Regions from separate parts of the Triticum aestivum genome. Here region 1 is linked to region 2. The links are chromatin contacts, called in public Hi-C maps. All regions are on one chromosome and are shown on one strand. The core of a region is the stretch at or near the end of the contact, and the rest is flanking DNA. Distances in the headings are between cores, read along the strand shown. Region 1 holds the start of LOC123189655 (corepressor interacting with RBPJ 1). Region 2 holds the start of LOC123189651 (endoglucanase 12).

Region 1 (6,814 bases), core at 2,643-5,142, 200 kb before region 2:
AAAGAAAAAAAAAGAATGAAATAATGGAGAAGACCGGCTCAGTCATCTCTAGTTGGTCGTGATCCCTTTTCTAACCAGCAATTGGAAACTAATGCGGTGGTTAGCTGCTCTGGTGATTGCCATGGAGACCAGGCATCGATCCCCAACGTGGCTAATAACTACCCCACCAGCTTTCAGATGTTAAACTTTTTTTCAAATACTTGTTTAACATTTTTTTAAATACTTGTTCAACATATTCTAAATACTTGTTCAACATTTTTATATACATGATCAACATTTTTACAAATACTTGTTCAACATTTTTATATACATGATTATTATTTTTTCAAACACTTGTTGAACATTTTTACAAGTACTTGTTCAACATTTTTATATACATGATTAATATTTTTTCAAATATTTTTCAACATTTTTTAAAATACTTGTTCAACATCTTTTGCAAATGCTTGATTAACATTTTTATATACATGATCAACATTTTTTAAAATGCTTCTTTAATATTTTCATATACCTATTCAACATTTTTGAAATATTTGTTCAACAACTTTAAAATACTTGTTTAATATTTTTTTAATGCTTGATTAATATTTTTATATGCATGATCAACATTTTTTTCAAATACTTCTTCAACATTTTTCAAATACCTATTTATCAGATAAATGGGTGCATGCACCTGTCGGCCTAGAGGAAGCAGACTGGGTGTCAATCGGCCAGCAGTGGGCCGACTGAGGCCAATCGGCCAACAGTGGACCGACTGGATCCAATCAGCCCGCAGTGGGCCATTGGGGGCCAATCGGCCAGCAGCAGGCCGACTGGGTCCAATCGATCAGCAGTAGGCCGATTGGTTAATATTTTTAAAAAATATAATTACAGCGTAATATTTCTGAAATTTAATATAAAAAATGTATTATTTTAAAAAAATTAGCCAGTGCCAGTGTGCCATCGGGAGATGTCAAAAAAGAAAAGAAAAAAAATCACCGGGAAAGATAAATTTTGTTCATTTGCAAGGATGCTACACTTTTTTTCTTCTCTGCCAATTGTTAGCAAGGTAATACCTCTACTTTTTTATAAAAATTAATGTCATACTACACTGAATTTGACCAAGTTTATCCACAAATACCAAATCAGTATCATCAGATTCATTATGATATTTTTTTTCATATTTTACTTATTTTGTATTGTACTATCGTTCAAATGAACTGCAAAAGTCTTAAAAAAAATTTGAGGGAAAAAAATCTTATATTTAGTTACTGAAGAGAAACTGCAAAAACATCTTATATTTAGTTACAGAGGTAGAACATGTGTATATATATAGTACTACGTGTTAATATTTTTTTTGTGTGAATTTAATCAAACATAGAGACGGAGGGGACTGTATTTTTCATAGCTCACAGCAAATACACCAACAGAGAAGCCAATTCTCATAAAAGAGATCTAAAGATCAACCAAAGATAAATAATATAAATATCAAGTTCTGAAAAGAATTAAAGCAGTTCAAATCGAATATAAATACTGTCACTATCCATCAAGTACAACAATGTAACAATGATTTGATATTTCTTACAAGTTGCAGGATACCATATAATGGTTCAACACCTAAACCTCCAGTTACCGAACATTCTGTTGAGAAACAACATGGAAACTGGTTCCCACAACCTTCTGAGAGTCGTCTCAATAGAATACAATCAACACCCACCAATTGACGATTCAAAATGATATGACCTCAGGTGCAAGCAAATTGGTATTGGGCGTATCGATATAGCATCTAATTCTTTGCATTCCCAAAGAATTTCGAGAGGCGAACAGGGCCTTCCTCCTCGCTGTCACTTCCCGCATGCTTGGATCGGGACCTGTGCTTCTTATCTTTCTTACTTCGCTTTGATCTTGATCGGGATCGGGATTTTCTTGAACCCCTGTCCTCATCATCACTACTTGATGATTCTGATGAGCTGGAACTTTCTGACGAACTTCTGTGCTGTAAGAATGCAGAAGTGAGCAAGTAGGACCATTTTTGTTTCCCAAATTCATCCCAACAGGAGAAGGTAAAAAAAATGCTTATATCTAGAATCATTTATATAGCGGATACTTTTTGGTGTTTTCCATTCATCATGATGTGGCCAATTATTACATTTGTATTTGAGAGTAATACCTTCCTCCTCTTTTTAATCCGTTTCTTTGCGTCCTTTTCCTTCTTTTCTGTATCCATAATTCTTTGTCAGAAACTCAACACATGGGATAGATTTAAGAAAGAGTTCACCTACTGGGACCTAAATGTAACAAACATCGTTCAGCACGTCATTAAGTTGATTTACCTTTCTTGGAAGATGATGATTTTGACTTTACAACGTCTCTTCCACGACCAAGCTTTTGGGCCCTTTCAGCATCCAGTTGAGCTCTATACTCTCTCATCATTTTATCTTTGTCAGCCTCCACCTCACCTCTCTTTAGCTCCTCGTCCTATAGGGGACAAGAGCATCATTAATTACTATGAAGGTACTGATAATAGATAACTATTATAGCCACACAGTGACCTTATAAGTACAAAAAGGCTGAGCCTGATCTATAGTGCTAACTAGTAAGCCAATAACCATGTGGAGTCAATGCAGAAAACAATAAAGCTTTGCCAAGTAAACCCCACCCCGCCTAATGCGGACCTAGGTTGATCTGTTTGGAATCAGCATATACATACTCCGTCTAAGTTGCTATTTATCAAAGAGAACAAGTGAAAACCAAGTAAATGGCATCATTAGACTTCTGAAGCTAGGTAAACTATCGTGGATGGCTGCAATAATGGGTGTGCCACTGACAAATGGTTGTACTACCTTTTACGGTAGCACGAGTCTAATGTCTGATGGCAAACCGATGCTAGAGAAACTCAAAGGTCAGCAAACCAGAGGAAGGACGACTAGACCCTGGGTGGCACAGGACCAAGCTTCCACTGCCAAAGTTCAGGCTGCTAATTTCCCTCCTATGCTACAACGTAGCTTAATTCGTTGCTATATGCACTATAAAGTCAATCGCCATTCCACACCAGGCCAAAACAAACTTGGGCATCACATACAAGGCAGTATGCCTGAAATTCAGCTTCCATCATACATTTAACATAAAATAGGAGCACAAATAGCACATCGCAGAGCTTAAGCAGCAGCATGGATAAAATCATGGCCAAAATTACAGAGCGAAGAAACTAAATCCACCAACAAAAGCCAGCAGAGAGCAAGCCGAGGCCGCGCATACCTTCTGCTTCTTCTTGAACTCCTCCCACGTGAGGGTGTGGGTCTTGTTGAGGCTGGCCAAGCGCGCCGCGTGCCACTCTGGAGAATGAAATGAACCGTCCGTCTGTGACGGCCCTCGTTAGTAAAAGTCCCCTCATCATCAAAAGGAAAAGAAAGCATCTACAAGCAGCAAGATTCGCCATGGACGTCCCGGCAGATCTAGATAGGGTTTGCGGGCGGAGCAATCAGATATGGATTGCTGCGAGCTTGGAACTAGGGGGGATTAAGGATCTGTGGTAAGGGGGGTGAGGAAGGGGACCGACCATGCCGTCTTCCTCCCCTTCGCCGGGGGCGCCGGAGGACGAGCCCAGCCGCGCCCGCTGCATCGCCTTGTACGCCTGGTTCTTCCCCATCCTCGATTGCTGGGCCGAGAACCAGATTGGAACCGTGCGGGGCGGAGGGGGAGGCGGAGTGGAGTGGAGATCCCTTTTTCCTCCCTCCTTTTGGTACGACGCGTGCGGCCGCGAGTTATGACGGGTGATGGCGATGACGCCGATAAGGTAAAGGAGAAGATGGGGGAAGGGGAAGGAAGGCCTCCCCTCCTCTGGCTCTGGCCTGTGGGAGGAACTCTCCGCCCGCGGGCTGCTGCTGCGGCCGCGTGTCTACCGTCTGATCGGAACTGGATGGCTGGATACCGGTCTTCATATGCTACCATGATACGGACGTCTGAACCGTTGGATCTCAGATCCGACGGCATATAAGGAGTTGTTGTACCTGCACGCAATTTCAAGATTCTTCGATGATTTTTTTTGTAAAATGTTTAATAGCTCATAGGAGCCGTTTGATCTGATATCCAACGTTACCAAGAGCCCGTATCACGGTATCACCTAAACGTTGGTAGCACATGATATTTCCCCAGGTCGGATTGAGCAAGGGCGCATCTCTTCTTTGTTTATATTAGCATAAATGTACGTGTGTTGCAACAAAAGAAAACATTACTTCGTATGAATTAAAGTTTGTTGGTTGACATTTGAGGATCGTGGTGTGAGCTCAAGACATGGGTTATGACCCGAGTAAATTAATTTGGTTGAATAACATTAACTTTAGATTGTCAGTTCTAATGGTCAAGGAGGTGTCAAATTCATTTAGGAAGAAAAATACATTGAGATGGCATGAGATCGGAGCAAACGTACTACACACTCACCCAACCCGATATAGTTGAGTTCGTTGGATCACCTCCCCTCCCCTCTTCCTCCCGTCCGATGACTTTAATGTGAAGTTGTTGTTGATAAACATAATAGAAAACAAAACAAAAAAATTACCCTACAAATTAAGTTCCCAGGATCACTGTGAAGATCCATACAAGGTTGTTGGTGTACTAAGACATGAGTGCCTTAGTACCCTAACTCGTGCACATGTAGTTGTAGCCTTCCCAACGACAGGGCTTTGCCAGAGGGCATCTCCACACAAGGCATAAGACTTGGTTATTAAAACCATGAAGAAGACCTCTAGGCAGGCCGTCAGGAAGTACTAAGTTAGTATTGAAGATCAATACTTTGGTTGCCGGCAAGCTACTTAACGACAAGCGAAGACCCGGCAAGCTCCGTGGCCGGTAAGCTCCCACTACAGTTCCATCGCTCCACCTCAGCGGCACACCAGTCGCCTGTCAAATAGGTGTCGAGCGGGAGGGCTGTTTGGTGAGCTATGTCTGGGCACATGTCAGCTCACCACCGAAGATACAACTTTAATGACACCCGTCCCAGAGGCGTGTCAAGATTATAAGAGGTAGTTGGGCGAATGGCACAGAAGGGGAGACGGTCATTGCTGACAAGCATCACCAGCGTGACACCTCACGGCAAATTTAATGCATTTGTCCTAACCCGCCAGAGTTAGGTATGTTGGGGAACGTAGCAGAATTTTAAAATTTTCTACGCATCACCAAGATCAATCTATGGAGTCATCTAGCAACGAGGGAGAGGGAAGTGCATCTACATAACCTTGTAGATCGCGCGCGGAAGCGTTCAAGAGAACGGGGTTGATGGAGTCGTACTCGTCGTGATCGAAATCACCGATGACCTAGCGCCGAATGGACGGCACCTCCGCGTTCAACACACGTACGGTTGGGAAGACGTCTCCTCCTTCTTGATCCAGCAAGGGGGAAGGAGAGGTTGATGGAGATCCAGCAACACGACGGCGTGGTGGTGGAAGCAACGGTGATCTCGGCAGGGCTTCGCCAAGCTCAGCGAGAGGGAGAGGTGTCACGGGAGGGAGAGGGAGGCGCCAGGGGCTAGGGTGCGGCTGCCCTCCCTCCCCCCCACTATATATAGGACCCCTAGGGGGGCGCCGGCCCTAGGAGATCTAATCTCCAAGGGGGGCGGCGGCCAAGGGGGGTGGCTTGCCCCCCAAGCCAAGTGGGGCGCCCCCCACCCCTAGGGTTTCCAACCCTAGGCGCAGGGGGAGGCCCAAGGGGGGCGCACCAACCCACCAGGGGCTGGTTCCCTTCCCCACTTCAGCCCATGGGGCCCTCTGGGATAGGTGGCCCCACCCGGTGGACCCCCGGGACCCTTCCGGTGGTCCCGGTACAATACCTGTGACCCCCGAAACTTTCCCGATGGCCGAAACTGGACTTCCTATATATAATTCTTCACCTCCGGACCATTCCGGAACTCCTCGTGACGTCCGGGATCTCATCCGGGACTCCGAACAACTTTCGGGTTACCGCATACTAATATCTCAACAACCCTAGCGTCACCGAATCTTAAGTGTGTAGACCCTACGGGTTCGGGAGACACGCATACATGACCGAGACGACTCTCCGGTCAATAACCAACAGCGGGATCTGGATACCCATGTTGGCTCCCACATGCTCCTCGATGATCTCATCGGATGAACCACGATGTCGAGGATTCAATCAATCCCGTATACAATTCCCTTTGTCAATCGGTACGTTACTCGCCCGAGACTCGATCGTCGGTATCCCAATACCTTGTTCAATCTCGTTATCGGCAAGTCACTTTACTCGTACCGTAATGCATGATCCCGTGATCAACCACTTGGTCACATTGAGCTCATTATGATGATGCATTACCGAGTGGGCCCGAGATACCTCTCCGTCATACGAAGTGACAAATCCCAGTCTCGATTCGTGCCAACCCAACAGACACTTTCGGAGATACCCATAGTGCACCTTTATAGTCACCCAGTTACGTTGTGACGTTTGGCACACCCAAAGCACTCCTACGGTATCCGGGAGTTGCACAATCTCATGGTCTAAGGAAATGATACTTGACATTCGAAAAAGCTATAGCAAACGAACTACACGATCTTTGAGCTATGCTTAGGATTGGGTCTTGTCCATCACATCATTCTCCTAACGATGTGATCCCGTTATCAATGACATCTAATGTCCATAGTCAGGAAACCATGACTATCTTTTGATCAACGAGCTAGTCAACTAGAGGCTCACTAGGGACGTGTTGTGGTCTATGTATTCACACATGTATTACGATTTTCGGATAACACAATTATAGCATGAACAATAGACAATTATCATGAACAAGGAAATATAATAATAACCATTTTATTATTGCCTCTAGGGC
Region 2 (6,284 bases), core at 3,733-6,232:
ATCAGCAAGCACCCATAAGTAGGCTCGGTTACAAAGCAGCAGCAGAGTGTCAACGAAAATTGCCTAAACATATAAGATTTTTGAATTATTAGGATATTAGGCAATTTTTTATTAATTTTAATCCAGATTAACATCATCAGTGGAATACTAACATGGCAAGTCGCATACCACATACTAGGGACATCTAGCATGTACAGATATTAACCAAAGGCACATGTTAACGGAGAGAGGTTCAGAACATACGAGTTCACTAGAAACTCCGGTGCAATAGCATCGCCAACCATGGTGGTGAAGACCAAGTCATCGGCTGTCGTAGAGAAAGTAGTGGAAGCACGCAGATAGGGCTCGATGACGTAGTCGAACTTGAGCGAGAAGTCACGTCGTGCCGTTTCCCAAAAACCTTATCGCCCCTCATCTCGGTGCATATTCTCATGGGACACACGGATTCAGAGGTCTTCTCTCCCGTACGGTCGTGCACGCGGTCGTCAGGATGGGATCGCCAAAAAAGCAACTCACCACAAGGAACTCTGCGAGAGTGTATGTTCTATCTACTGCTATCTGTTAGGTGTACTCTCCCTCCTCTGTATTTCTTTTATATGGAGAGGACATGTGGGAGTGTGAAGAGATCCAACTGACATGTGGTGGGAAAAACTCTCTCAAAGTACAAAATGTGTCAATAATGAGCTCGAGTGTTGCGTACACCCATACACCCAAAACTGGGTAGTAGATTATCGTGCAAAATTTTAGTTCTTTCAACAAGGCATATAACATTAGCCTGAACACGAACTCAATTCATGAGTCATGTCGCAACGCGCACGTGACGCGGCATGACATGGTGTGAAGTGAAGTGAGTGAGTGAGCATGCGTGATGTTCCTCTTTTGAGGAGTCAAGCTTGAGGAGGCATATAAGGAGTTAAATTAGAAGGGGTCGGCTAAAGATGCTCTTAATTCCCTTTCCCCTTCTCTCGCTATTCAACCAAACAGTGAATTATATGCCTTGTATTATACTCCTTATATTGTAGTTTTCTTTCATCAAGTCTTATACGACTTATACCTCTCCCATTCCCTGTCACTAATTCCCGCGAACCGATAGTGCTAGATTCTTCAGATATTTATTTTGTTCATTGCAAAGCGGCTAGAGAGCGATCGAGCATTGGAGATGGCATGATACTGTGAACACTTACTCCATTAGTTCTTCTCTGGGAATCAACAAGTATCCATTAATTGTCCATACCCAAATTGTGCACAAGAAACATCTACAGTAGTACAGGCCATGCGTGAGGCATGCCACCGTCGTATCGCGCGCCACGGTTAACGTGTGTACGTATAATACAAAAGAATTTTACATGATGGCCAGAAAATTGCACTACCAACCGAACCTGATCGATCTGCTCAACGCCGGCGTAAAAACCGGCCGGCCGGGCAGAGCTCTCCTCACGGCTTCCACGTGGCCGGCGGCGGCGGGGCGGCGGGGAACATGGGCGGCACGGCGGAGAACATGGTGTTCTTGTCGACGGCGCCGACGCCCGTGCCGCGGCCGCTGTTGGTGATGGCGACGAGCGCGGCGACGAGCCCGGCGTTGCCGACCAGCGTGGGCTCGTTCTGCGCGTAGCTGATCCTCGCGTCCTTGAACTTGTCGTTCTTGTCCGGGCCGCCGACCATGGCGCCGACGAGCACGTGAGGGTCGGCCTTCTTGGAGTCGCGCCACTTGTTGCCGCCGGTGCACGAGTACTTGATCCCGTTCTTGGGCGTGGACGCCCCGCGGTGGTGCAGCCGCTTCGGGTACTTCTTGCCGTACCCCACCACGTAGCTCATCTTCATCGGGTTGTCCCCAAGAATGTAGTTCAGCTGCTCGACCACCATGACACACAGTTAAGCCACGCATTGCATAATTTACCAACGACGATAAGATCGGTTAAAAGAAGAAGAAATACCTGGGATTTGGCGAAGGAGCGGAGGTCGTCGACGGTCATGAAGTTGGGGCCGCAGTACCAGCCGGGGACGTTGACGGACTCCATGTAGTCGGCGTAGAGCGCGGCGAGGAAGGAGTTGGCGACGGCGTACTGCAGCGCCTGGCCCTGGCCGTGGTTGAACTGCGCGAGGCCGCCCTTGGTGAAGTTAAACGCATTGAACTTGGGAAAATACATGCACATGTTCATGCTGGTGACGTTGTGGTATCCCATGAGCGACTCCTCGTAGGGGTAGCCGGGGTTGAGGAACATGCGGAGGCGCGAGAGCAGCAGCGTGGCGCCGGGGAGCTTGTTGTCCCAGCTGAAGACGGAGAAGTCGAGGATGTTGAAGAAGGCCTTGGCGTTCTTGGGGAGACGCGGGTCGGTGGCGAAGCTGATGTAGCTGTTGTTGCCGGTGGCGTAGTACATCCAGGAGGCGCTCCACATGAACTCGTCCCAGTAGCTGGTGGAGTTGTAGTAGTACTCGATGGCCGGGTTGCCCCGCGAGTAGGGGGTGCGCTTCCCGTTGGCGCGCGCGAACTTGTACACCGTCGCCGCGCCCCTCACCAGCTTCTTGGAGTAGGCCGGGTTGTCGCGGAACACGATGGAGGCGGAGGCCAGCGCCGCCGCCACCTCGCCGCCCAGGTCCGGCGCCGCGCTCGCCTGCTGCACCGGCCGCGGGTACGCCATGTCCTCCGGCCGGTTCCAGCAGTAGTGGTCGTCCGGCGTGCTGCCGTTGATCTTGGCAGTACCCACCTGCAGGCACAAGCACGAACGTGTCAAAATTTTCCTTTGTATTTTGCTTTGTGATGGTGAACCGATCGGGTGTGACAAAAATGTGAGCACAAGTTGGAGAGCATCTTCGGATCGGATCGTGAACACCAAAATGAACAGCTACTCTACTACTTGGTACTCTGAATGAGCTGCAGTGAGGATAGTTAAATTGGCTTGGAGAGTTGGGGTAACATGACATGCCCCGCTAAGCACATGTTAGCATGTACTCCCTTTGAACTAAAATTACGACGAGTAAATCGGAACGGAGGGAGTAGATAATTGGGGGTCGAACCCTAGATAGCCTACTGATCTCAAGTGATAAGAGTCAAAGGTTGTTGGCTGTGCCGCGTGCGTGCCCATCAACATTTCTTGCTGGAAAACAAGGCTAGCTGTTGGGCGGTGCACACTGAATCGGCCACGCCAGTCGCATTATTGCACACCCCCTTTCTCTATCTTTATGCTTTCTACATTCAACAGATGAAAAGCACCACTTTAAGCAAAGCTCTCCTCCGTATATGCCTTTTCTAGTTAATGTTCTCAACTGAACTTACTTTCAAATATGATTTCCAAAAAAGTCTCGCTCTTTAAATGCTTGCTTGATGTTTTCACCGTGCGATTTTCAACGAACGGTCGAGATGGACGGACGGAGTGATGGGGAGAGCTCACCTGACTGTAGAGCTTGTTGATGGTGGAGGCGGAGGAGTTGAAGGTGAGCAGCAGGTAGTCGGTTCCCCACTTGATGAGCTCCCTCACGTGGTCGTACTCCCCGATCGCCTTGTACCTGTCGGCGTACTCCACCACCGACCAGCTCAGCAGCGTCATGGAGAAGGCCATCGGGAAGTGGAACTTGATGTTGTCGCCGGCGTCGTAGTACCCGCCCACCAGGCCGCCCTTCACGTCCGGCAGGTCCGCGCCGTCCTTCATCCCCGAGTTCCCGCGCCACGGGATGCCGTTGTTCTTAGGAAGCTTGCCGGCTGTCATATCACCACAAACAGCAAAATGTTCGTTAGATCCATGAACGGTACTACCGAATTCTGAATTTCTGATTACAGTAGACAAGATTAAGCTTGTAAAGCACTCCTAGTAAGAAGCTGACAATTCAACTTGCAAGGCAGATCAGGATCTAGAAATGCGGATGCTTTGCATCTGGCGAGATCCAGAAGCAGAGCATAGGCAAGATCTACCGCGACATCCATGTGCGGGGCTAAGCTAAAGAATGGATCAACTGGCTGGCCTACATGTGCGTGAACGTGCCGAGATTCGTACTTTGAAATTTCCAGAGATTTCTCTGAATATCAGCTTGTCACTTTCTGCGAGGGGGCAGGGACAGACCGTGAGCAGGACGGCATAACATTCCAAGCGTGGGGGTTGCCGTCGTACGCAGCTGTACCCAGCTCCCGATCACAGACTACGTGGTGGTCTCCCTTTCTTTCTCCCTTTTTGCTTGCCATCAAGATCAAGATTCAAGATCAAGGTGTAATTGCGCACTTAAGATCACAGATCAAAACTACGTACAAGATTTAATGTTCTACTGTTACGCAGCGATTTCTACGCGAATTCTTGAGTTCAGACAGACTTGGGACTCGATCAAAGGCGGATCCGCAGAGCACTAGGAATCAGAGAATTGATCATCCATAAGCAGAGCAGAAGCAGAGGAGGTGGAGGAGTGAAGAAGGAGGAGGGGAGCTCACATTTCTGGGCGTTGAAGAAGAGGAGGGCCTTGTGGAGGGCGTCGGTGTACTTGTCGGGGGGCGGGGCGTGGGGCTTCTTCTTGGGGATGTTCTTGGCGATGATGATGGGGAGGCCGATGAGGACGAAGGCGCCGAGGACGGCCCAGAGCATCCACCAGAGGAGCTTGCGCTTGACGACGACGCAGCCGAGGTCGACGTAGCGGTCCTTCTTCTTGGCCTCCGGCGGGCCGAGCAGCCAGCTCTGCTGCGTCTCGTCCAGCTGGTGCTGGTGCTGCAGCGCGCCGCGGTCGATGTCCATGTTGCGGCTCTGGTCGTCCTCCGCGCCGTCGATGTCGAACGCCCCGCCCCAGTGGTTCTGGGAGTGCATGGTGGCTCCCCCCCTCCTGGACGGCCGCCGGCCGCTGGGGCTTTCTTGGTCGGAGTTGGCTCGCGCGCGCGCGGTTTCGGGCGGTCGATCAGCGCATGAACGGCCGGAGCCGGACACCCAGCTGGGGAGTGCTGTGGGTTACTGGCGGTGAGGTGCGGAGGCCGGAAGAAGCTGGGTGTGGTGCGGTGGCCGGGTGGGGAGTTTTGAAGGGGAGGGGAGGGGGGCGGTTGACTTGGAGGAGCTGGGGGAGGCGTGCCACCGTCGCACCCGCACCGTGTGGGGACTGGGAGAGAGTGGGAGTGGGAGGGGAACGAAGGGTTGTTGGGGTCGGCTCTTCATGTGTTAACTTTTTGCCGTGCTGATTTACCGCTTGTGCTGCACTGCTACGGCCACCAACAAAATGATGCGCGCCTTTCTACTAGTTCCAATATTAGCGGTTTTTTAGTGGTTTTTATGCAAAAATGCCTCTTGGAGCTCGGCCTCCATGAAGGCCGGTTTTTGAAAAACACAAAATTCATGAAAATTCATATTTTTACAATTCAAGAAAATTTGAAAAAAATTACAGATATACATGGAGGCATAACACACATGTGCGTAAATTTTTAGGACGAAATACGTTGAAATGAAGGCTGTGCAAAAAAGACAAATCTGAGGCTTTTTAACACATGTTACTATTCATCCTCAAAGACCAGAAATTTGTCTTTTTTCTATAGGTCGCATTTCGAAGTATTTCATCTTGAATTTTTACACACACATACATTTCATCCGTGTATAGTTGCATATTTATTTTCAGAATTTTTTGAAGTCAAAAAGTTTGAATTTTGAATTTTTCAAAAATAAAGGGCTCTATGGAGCTCGGTCACCAAAACACCCTACTCTCTTTTGTAGCCAGTGCTCTCGGCTCAGTAAGTACATACAACACAATAATAACCAAAACCATGTAAACTGAGTATTATGATTGTGTGCATCCTGTAATGCAGTGGCCGGGATAATCTCCTTTTCGAAAAAAAGGTGAATTGAGATTGAATGGTTTGCAGAGGTGATGCCACATCAACCCCTCCCCGGCTCCCCCCTTCCCGCTGGCGTCCTTAGTTCGCTACTCTGACGCAGCGATGCAAGGGGCTAGTTCCTTTGTATTATGCTTTTTTTTCCCTATGTTTTCAGGGTTTGTTATCCAAGCTGCAGTGCCATGGCGGTGGCGATGTGCTAGTGTAGAAAGAAGTTGATTTGGCTCATTTTCCATCATGGCGGCATCTTCTTCTATGTCGGCATAGAGGCAGTGAGAGTACGTGTGTACAAATAAGTTCCTTTCGCTCATTTTCCATTGCGTATGTTTCAAAAATTCAATCATCAACAAGAAACCCCAACATAACACTAAATATTTCCCCCCTTGAGAACAAGTATCACGATTAGTTTCCAGACACTAGTTGCTCTTGAAATTAATCGCCAGGCTAGCTTGGTTGTTTCAGAATGCAATATATGACATAAACGTTTTACTTATAC

Evidence for each region. A called contact is a pair of places that touch in the nucleus more often than the background predicts.
Region 1: a contact with region 2 is called in a Hi-C map of leaf, with 5 times the contacts expected there. The contact joins the promoter of LOC123189655 here to the promoter of LOC123189651 in region 2. A contact is called at or near these places in 2 of 5 Hi-C or Micro-C datasets (both in leaf).

The regions. Positions count from the first base shown.
Region 1 is chr2A:597,391,259-597,398,072 of IWGSC CS RefSeq v2.1, reverse strand. It overlaps LOC123189655 (corepressor interacting with RBPJ 1), which reads right to left and starts at 3,892. Exons shown (of 5, transcript XM_044602117.1): 1 at 3,539-3,892; 2 at 3,238-3,339; 3 at 2,313-2,457; 4 at 2,150-2,196; 5 at 1,485-1,975. The coding sequence starts at 3,628. The coding sequence ends at 1,766.
Region 2 is chr2A:597,188,630-597,194,913 of IWGSC CS RefSeq v2.1, reverse strand. It overlaps LOC123189651 (endoglucanase 12), which reads right to left and starts at 4,982. Exons shown (of 4, transcript XM_044602114.1): 1 at 4,415-4,982; 2 at 3,390-3,697; 3 at 1,935-2,705; 4 at 1,169-1,848. The coding sequence starts at 4,781. The coding sequence ends at 1,435.